2 separate regions of the Bos taurus genome follow, and region 2 is linked to region 1. A link is a contact called in public Hi-C data. All regions are on one chromosome and are shown on one strand. The core of a region is the stretch at or near the end of the contact, and the rest is flanking DNA. Distances in the headings are between cores, read along the strand shown.

The links. Hi-C and Micro-C count contacts between places; a contact is called where the count stands out from the background.
Region 2: a Hi-C map of liver shows a contact between it and region 1, with 5 times the contacts expected there. The contact joins two enhancer-like sites. A contact is called at or near these places in 5 of 11 Hi-C or Micro-C datasets (8-cell embryo, blastocyst, liver and 2 more).

The regions. Positions count from the first base shown.
Region 1 is chr19:57,992,441-57,996,175 of ARS-UCD2.0, forward strand. SDK2 (sidekick cell adhesion molecule 2) reads left to right here. Exons shown (of 44, transcript XM_024981092.2): 39 at 2,523-2,648. Among named protein-coding and RNA genes, the nearest start is that of CDC42EP4, 61 kb to the right of the region's middle. Within about 2 kb of position 1,626, at least 35 of the 102 cell types and tissues checked have an H3K27ac peak or open chromatin away from gene starts, as enhancers often do. A contact at or near this core is called in liver and skeletal muscle, where this site is marked.
Region 2 is chr19:58,072,011-58,075,745 of ARS-UCD2.0, forward strand. It overlaps CPSF4L (cleavage and polyadenylation specific factor 4 like), which reads left to right. Exons shown (of 11, transcript XM_024981165.2): 5 at 96-146; 6 at 1,720-1,745; 7 at 1,747-1,849. Among named protein-coding and RNA genes, the nearest start is that of CPSF4L, 7.5 kb to the left of the region's middle. Within about 2 kb of position 2,126, at least 21 of the 102 cell types and tissues checked have an H3K27ac peak or open chromatin away from gene starts, as enhancers often do. A contact at or near this core is called in liver and skeletal muscle, where this site is marked.

The sequences.
Region 1 (3,735 bases), core at 376-2,875:
CACTTAAAGGGGGGACATCCCTGATGGTCCAGCGGCTAAGACCCCTCGCTCCCAGTGCAGCGGGTTCTATCCCTGTCAGGGAACTAGATCTCAGAGGCCCCCACCTGAGGGTCCATATGCTGCAGCTAAGATCAAAATCCTGCCTGCCGCAACGAAGACCCATTGAAGCCATATAAATTAATTAACAATAATTTTTTAAATTTAAAAATGAAATAAACAAAGGCGGCAATTCCAGAACACCTCATGGGGTGCGGCATTTAGATGGATGCGTGGGAAGAGAGACCAGCATTCCACAGGATTCTGATGGCAGCTGAGGCGGTGGGTGGGGGGGTGGCCAGCTGTGAGGGAGGGCCAGCCGGGATGCAGGGGTCACCTGTGTCATCAGAGCGTGTCTCAAGGAGACACTGATGTCAGAACCCCTGGGGTTCTCGTGATAACGCTGATTCCTGGGGCCCAAGTTAGGCAGCATCCCTGAGCGTCCCTGGGATGTGCATTTGAACAAAAGAGCCCAATTGCTCTCTGGTACCTGCTGTGAGAACCAGGGCTCTGGGGGTCTGCAGGCATGGGACCGGGTCCAGGGAGGCCTGCCGGCCGCATGCCCCCTAGACAGGGGACAGAGGGGCAGCGTTAGGGGGCAGGCCAGGCCCTGTGCACTGGGCCCCGGGTGACGGGGAGCACTGGGGACCAGGAAGGAAAGAGTAGCTTAGTTTGGACTTTGTGACCCTCCCTGGAGTCGTCCTCAGGCTGGGGGAACTCTTCTTCTTGAGGCTGAGGCTTAACCCCCCAGGGCCTCTTTCATGCAGGATGTCCTCTCCTGATGTAGATGTTGCCTCGCAGACTCTCTGCATTCCTGTCCCCCTGCCCCCACCGAGAATGTACACAGCCCCACCAGGCTCCCCCTGAAGCCCCTCCTCCCCATCCTCCTTGCCCACCTCCCTGAGCTGGGAGGTGCTGACCCGGCCGGGCGGCCTCTGCTGCCCAGTGGGAGCAGGTTCCAGGCGGCCACCCTACACTTTCTTACTGGGTGCTTTCTCCCCACCTCTGGTTCTGAAGAAGGGCAGGCTGGCTCCCAAGGCTCCCAGGGTTGGAACACAGCCTGCAGGGCCGCAGCAGGCAGCTTGCCAGGGAGCTGCCCTCCCCCTGCCCTCCACCTGCCCCCAGGCCCTCCCCGGGCAGGCGGGCGCCTCTCACCTGAGCCGCTTCCCAGGGAAACAAAAGCAGGAAGGGAGCTGGCAGGAGACCAGGAGGACAGAGCAGGGGCGGGGGGCCTGGAGAGGCCTGCCTGGAGAACACGGTGTTCTAACCTGAGCCCAGAAGTGTCGGGGTTTGGGGGAGCGGGGAGGAAGTGCGGAGGAGTGGGGAGGGGCTCTGAGAAAGCTTCGCACTGCGCCCACTGGAGGAGGGGTCAGTGGACGTGCAGCCCGGCACCCTCTTCCCTCCAGGCCAGCTCCGCGGGCAGGCTGGAAGCTTCTAGTCTGGAGACAGCTCCACTCCGCCCTAGGTTCTGCCCTGGAGAGAATGAGAGCCCGGGGTGCTGGGAGCCCCGCCCCACCGCTCACACCCGCCTGGGCAGCATCCCACACCCGCCAGCCCTCCACCTTTGCCCTGGGCTGTGGGCAGGATGCTGGTGCGGGAAGGGAGGAAGGAAGGAAGGAAGGCAGGCAGGCAGGCTCTGAGGCCCTCCGAGGCCATGGGCAGGGCTGGGCCGTGGGCCACCAGGCTCAGGAGGTGAGCCCCTCGCCTGCCTGCCGTCTGGCCGGTCACCTCCCTCAGGGCCTGGAGGCGCTTCAGTCTGAAGCTGGGCTCTCGGCTCCTTCCCCCAAGGCGTCCACAGGGGCCCCGGGCCAGCCTGCCGCCCACACCCCGCTGCCTGGTACTGTCCCGTCCCGCAGGCATGGAGGAAGCACCTGCTGTGTCCAGGCTCCCAGGAGGTGGGGCTCCAGGCGCATGGGGATCAGCAGGCCGGGGCCCTGGGGGCCCTGGGAGCCAGCACGGCAGGGCCCCCGGACAGGAAGGGGCTCAGGACGCTCTGTGGACACAGCAGGCTCGCTCAGTCCTCTGCCTACAGACCAAGCTCCTCCCTCCTGCTCTGGGCCCTGGGGTTGGCCCCCCCAGCGGCCCCTGAGGCACCTGTCACCCCAGAGAGCCCGTCCCAGGGGCAGGGCTGGGTCCTTCCTCCCTCCTCATGGTGGCAGGGGCCCCGGATCCTCCTGCGGCCTCGGCCTCCTCTCTGGCCTTGCCCTTAGAGGCAGTGCAGCTGGGGGCCTTTGTGGCATCTCCCTACATCCTCTCCTGGAAGGCAGGGGCTGTGGGTGACCTGGCGGAGAGTAAGTCGGGTCCTTCAGGCCTGGCCGGGACACGCTCCTCGGGGGCATGGCACGTGGAGGGGTTCCGGACACCCTGGCCGGGGTTTTGTACTCGGGTCCTCACGCTGGAGCTCAGGGAGATGGGTGGGGCACATGGCCCCGCTCTGGGGCATCCCCTTGCTCACCGTGTGTGTGTGTGTGTGTGTGTGTGTACAGGTGCCCCCGGCCCGCCTGGAGTGCCCATCATTGTGCGGTACAGCTCGGCCATTGCTATTCACTGGTCCAGTGGAGACCCAGGCAAAGGGCCCATCACCCGCTACGTCCTCGAGGCTCGGCCTTCAGGTACGTTCACCCGGGCTGAGGCGGCTGGGGGTCATCGCATGACAGGGTGCTTGTGCTCTGCCAGGGAGAAGCGAGGAGGGCCCCTGTGGCGAGTGGGACACGGGACTCGCACCCTAGTTAAGGCTCACCCTGGAGGCCCTGGAGAACAGGGTTTATCGCCGGGTGAGGACCAGCTCGAGTCGGGGGGGTCATCCAAGAAGCCAGAGGAACGAAGGTTTGGGCCCCTGTTGGCTAAACGCCCACTGCCTCCACGTGACCCCACTGACCAAAGCCCACCAGGAGGCTGGCCGTCCCCTGGAGAACCAGCGCCCCTTTGAGTGCCGTCTCTGCATCCCGGCTCTCGCCACAGTTCCTATCACGTCCCGGGCTCTCCTCTCAAGCCTGAAATCGAATCACGAGAACCTCTGAAGGCATCAGGAGTGGCTGGATAAGTCACTGATGGGTCACAACGACACCCGCGGCGGCCTCTTGGGCTCCTCTTCCCCCCTAGGAGCTCCCGCCCTCGGCCAGCTCCCTCTGTTGCTGGGTTTCCAATTCATCAGAGGTGCTGGAGTTAGTACAGGCTGGAGGCTTGTTCTCGATGTTCCATGGATATGTGACTAGGTAACCCAAGTTGAGAAAGAAAGGAAAAAAGAAGACTGTGTTGCTCCCGCACAAGCAGCAAATACTAATTGGGAAGCTGGCATCTTAGGAGCTAATACTCCTAATGGGGCCATTGGCACATCCCAGCGACATGGTTAGTACTGCAGGGTGGCTGAGCGCTAATCATCTCGATAGCAAATAATTCACTCCAGCAGTTCCAGGAAGCCGCCAGCACCCAGTCATTGCCTCAATCTTGGGCTAATAATTGCAGTCGCAAATATCATGTAAACAGCTATTATGTCCAGCAGCTCAGATCCAACGTGTAGCCGGAACATACAGGCAGCCTTGGCTTCCTCCCCACTCCAGATGGTCCCTCCCTGGCCCTCCAGGCTGCTGACTTGGCCGGGAGACCACCTCCTGCTTCTCCCATCCAGGGCCTGGAGCCTGTTTTTTCCATCCAAGTTGGCCTGCCGGGGTGCCAGGCTGTGGAATGTTGGCCCAGGAC
Region 2 (3,735 bases), core at 876-3,375, 80 kb after region 1:
GTCCACGCCTCGGGGGGCAGGGGGTGAAGGCCCTCTAGTAGCCATAGTGCCCCCTCTGTCTTCTTTGCTCCCAGAGTCAGGCACATCGCCCCCAGAGTCAGGCACAGCTGTGTGCACCTTCTTCACCAAAGGGCTCTGTGAAAAAGGCGAGTGGGCAGAGGTGAGGGCTGGCAGGCTCACCTTGGCCCGGACTGGGGTGCTGGATTTGCACGTGAGGAAGGGGAGGTGGGAAGGGGCATGAGTTCATTCTCAGGGCAAAGGGCAAGTGGGTGGGGCCATCAAGGGGGCTACCCGCCACCTCCCAGGGATGTCCCTGACTTCATAGCACCCGTTAGGGCAGGCACGGCTGCCTGCAAGGAGACAGTCCCTTCTTTCTGCCCAGCTGTAGGTGGGAGTGTTTGTGGGTGTCAAGTGTGTGCTCCCAGGAGGCCCCTGAGTTCTTAATTTTCCCCTGGCCAGGAGAGGGACTTCCTTCCTGCCCCTCTGAGTTAATCTGGGACCTGTTTAGTGGCCCCCTCCATTCCTGTGTCCTAAGAAAGTTCAGGCTGCAGTCTCAGAAACTTATGTCTCCCCCTCCCCAAAGGGGCCCAACTGTGCGCTCTTCCAAACCTCTCTCCCCCATTGCAGACATTCTGTGAACGGGGGCTGACATAAATCAGGGGTTCCCGTCTTCTGGCTTCTGAACCACTCATGGGCTCTTCCTGTAGAAATCCAGTTGCCCCCAGAAGTCTTGCCTCCAATTTGGGGGTCTCCAGTTCCCCTCTAGAGTTAGGTTGAGAAACCTGGAATGAGTTTAGGACCTGCTTTTAGGATCCAAGTGATTCTGTTCCGGGGAAGCTGGGAGGCCAGGAGGGGCCCAGGCAGGGGACCGGGAGCCCGTGTGGCCACGTGACTAGTTCATGTTTGGGGCAGCCCTGGACAGTGGGGTGAGGAGGAGCAATGAACTGGTTGGTCACTCCAGGCTTTGAATCCTCAGCTTGGTCCATCCAGTCTCTAGAGCAGGGTTTCACAGAGATACCCTCTTGCAAAGAAAGAAAAGTGTTCTTAGGTCTGGAAGGTCAGAGCCAGGTGAGCCAATGGCCAGAGGTGGAGAGTAAGACCATCAGAAGGAACACCTCCCGAAAACGCTACCATAGAGTTGGATCAGCACAACACCAGTCCTGTTTAGAAACTGAGGGGTATCCTGTTTAGAAACTGAGGGGTGTCCTTCCTGACGGCAAGACCGCCTGAACTAAGACGACAAAGAGCGAAATAGAACCTTTCCATTTCCTTCTGAATTGTTACAAGGTTGGCTCTCACGTCACCACGTTAGATCTCCGGAATCAGGAAACATAGCATTTGTATTATTTTTTAAGACATGAGTTCCGCAGGCCCTTAACGAGTTCTTCCTTTGTGCTGGGACCTTGCTGGGTTGGGGGCCTGGAGGGACCAGGGCTGGAAACCAACACCCCCCCTCCCACCCCTGCATGGTCAGGCTGGAGGGGATGGGGTGTGATGGGTGCTTTGGGAGGTGTCTGCCCTGGGGGGGCATTCTTGGGGTTCAAGAAGGGCCCGAGCATCACGTCGGGCAGAGAGGGCTGGGGGCTGTCTGTTAAGACGTCTCTGGCCCCCAGTTCCAGCCTCCACGAGGGGAATGGATGGCGGTACCTCCTGCTAGGGCTGAGCTGGGCCCAGGCTCTGGGTGCGTGGGGCCCCCATCCAGGTGCTCTGGGTCCCCAGGGAAGCTGTGCCCGTTCCGGCACGACCAGGGGCGAGAAGCCAGTGGTGTGCAAGAAGGGCGACCAGTGCAAGTTCCTGCACCAGTATGACGTGGCCAGGATGCCCGAGTGCCACTTCTCCTTCAAGTCTGGTGGGCGATGCCCCTTCCTGCGCTGCCCCCCGCCCTGAGGCAGGGGAAGGAAGTTTGGGAAGGGCCCCCAAAGGAGGTCTCGAGCGTCCCAGGTGGCAGGCCAGGCCACCCTACTTCTCCAACCCCTCTAGAAAAATCGGACCTGTCTTCTGAGCCCCGATCCACTGCCTTGCCAGGCTCAGGCTCACGAAGCCCGTCCTCCCCACCCCCGCCCTGCCCTGCCCCAGGGAAGGGGAGGGTGGGGCGGGAATCAAAGGCCGAATTGTTACCCTGCCCCGTCCGGCTAATCACACAGCCAGACGGGCTGTCTGGAAAGGAGGCGGTCTCTGGAGCCCCAGGGAGTGTCGGAGCCAGTGTTTCCCAAACAGCCCGCACTTTCACGATGGGGCTGGACGCACCTGCCCCATCGCCGCGCCCCATCACCGCCTCTTTCAACCGTCTCGCTATTTTTCACTTCCTTTAGAAGAAAGCTTTACATCGCTTCCCTAAACGGAAAACTAGCATCACTGATTGGGGGCTTCTCTCCTAGCTCCGTCAGTAAAGAATCCCCCTGCAGTGCAGGAGACCCAGGTTTGTTTCCTGGGTCGGGAAGATCCCCTGGAGAAGGAAACAGCAACCCACTCCAGTGTTCTTGCCTGGGAAATCCCACGGACAGAGGAGTCTACAGTCCATGGGGCCGCAAAGAGTCAGACCCAACTGAGCGACTAGACTGCCTCAGCATCACTGATGAGCAGCAGAGGGTCACCGTGAAGGGGCCGTCATGAGCTTCATAAGTTCGGCCCCCTGCAGAGACCTTGTGTGACCCTCGCGTCCCCTCCCTCTGACTCCAGTCTTTCTCTTGCCATCGAGGGGCCAGGCAGGGGGAAGCCACTGCCTCCTTTAAGAACGGGATCTGTGCGTATGTTTCAGGTCTTAGCTTTCCCGATAAACTTTTACAGTTCACTGCTTTTCAGAGCTGGAAGAAGCTTTAAGGATTATCTAGTCCAGTGGTTTTCAAACTGTATTCTGAAGAGGGACTCGGAGGGGGGCGGGCCAGCCTCCAGGGACACCTCTGAGCCAGGCAGCTGGGCTTTGAGACGTCAGTGGGGCTGCGGGCAGCTGTCCCTCATTAGTGTTGATGGGGTGGGGGGGAGTCCTGGGTATCCAGGAAGAAGGCGTCCCCCTCAGGGTCAGCAAGAGCTTCCCTCGGGCTCAATCCTGTTTCCTGCCCCTCCCGGCCAGTGGTGGCAGTTCATGAGGGCTGCCAGCTTGTGCGTCCCTTGTAGGAAAGGACCGAGTTTATCCGGAGCCTGGCCCCTCCTTGGTCATAAGTTAAAACGACACTTTATTCTTTTAATTAACCTTGCCTGGTTTCCTTCGGGGAATGGGGGCCGTGCTGGGCATGGATTTGGGAACAGGACCAGGTCCCTGTCTGCCCTCGCGCAATCCCCAGCGTGAGGGCGTGTGTGGACACCAGGGTTGTGATGTGTAAGCCAGGTTTTTTCTTTTTTGGCTCTTGGAGTGAATGAATGAATGTCTCTATTAGATATACTGTGCTTATCAAAGTGTAATTATTGGTCTTACTGGAAGGAATGGTTTTACTTAAAAACTATTGTTGGGGAGATGTAGCAGCGGGAAAGGGCCGCTGAAAGGAGGTAGGAAGCGGGGGTCCTGGCCCTGCAAGTGGACGAGTGCCCGTCCCAGAGGTACCAGCCGGGGCGGGCCGGCCGACGGCATGCGGGGGGCGGGCGCCACCTGCTGGCGGAAAGAGGAACGGAAGCCGCCCCGGGCGGCGCGGAAAAGGCCGCCTCTGCCACTGCTGGGGATCGGGGGTCACCTCCCTTCTTCCGAAGGCTGGAGCCCAGGGGAGCGCTGTGCCGAGAGCCCACGCGGACAGCTGCACGCAC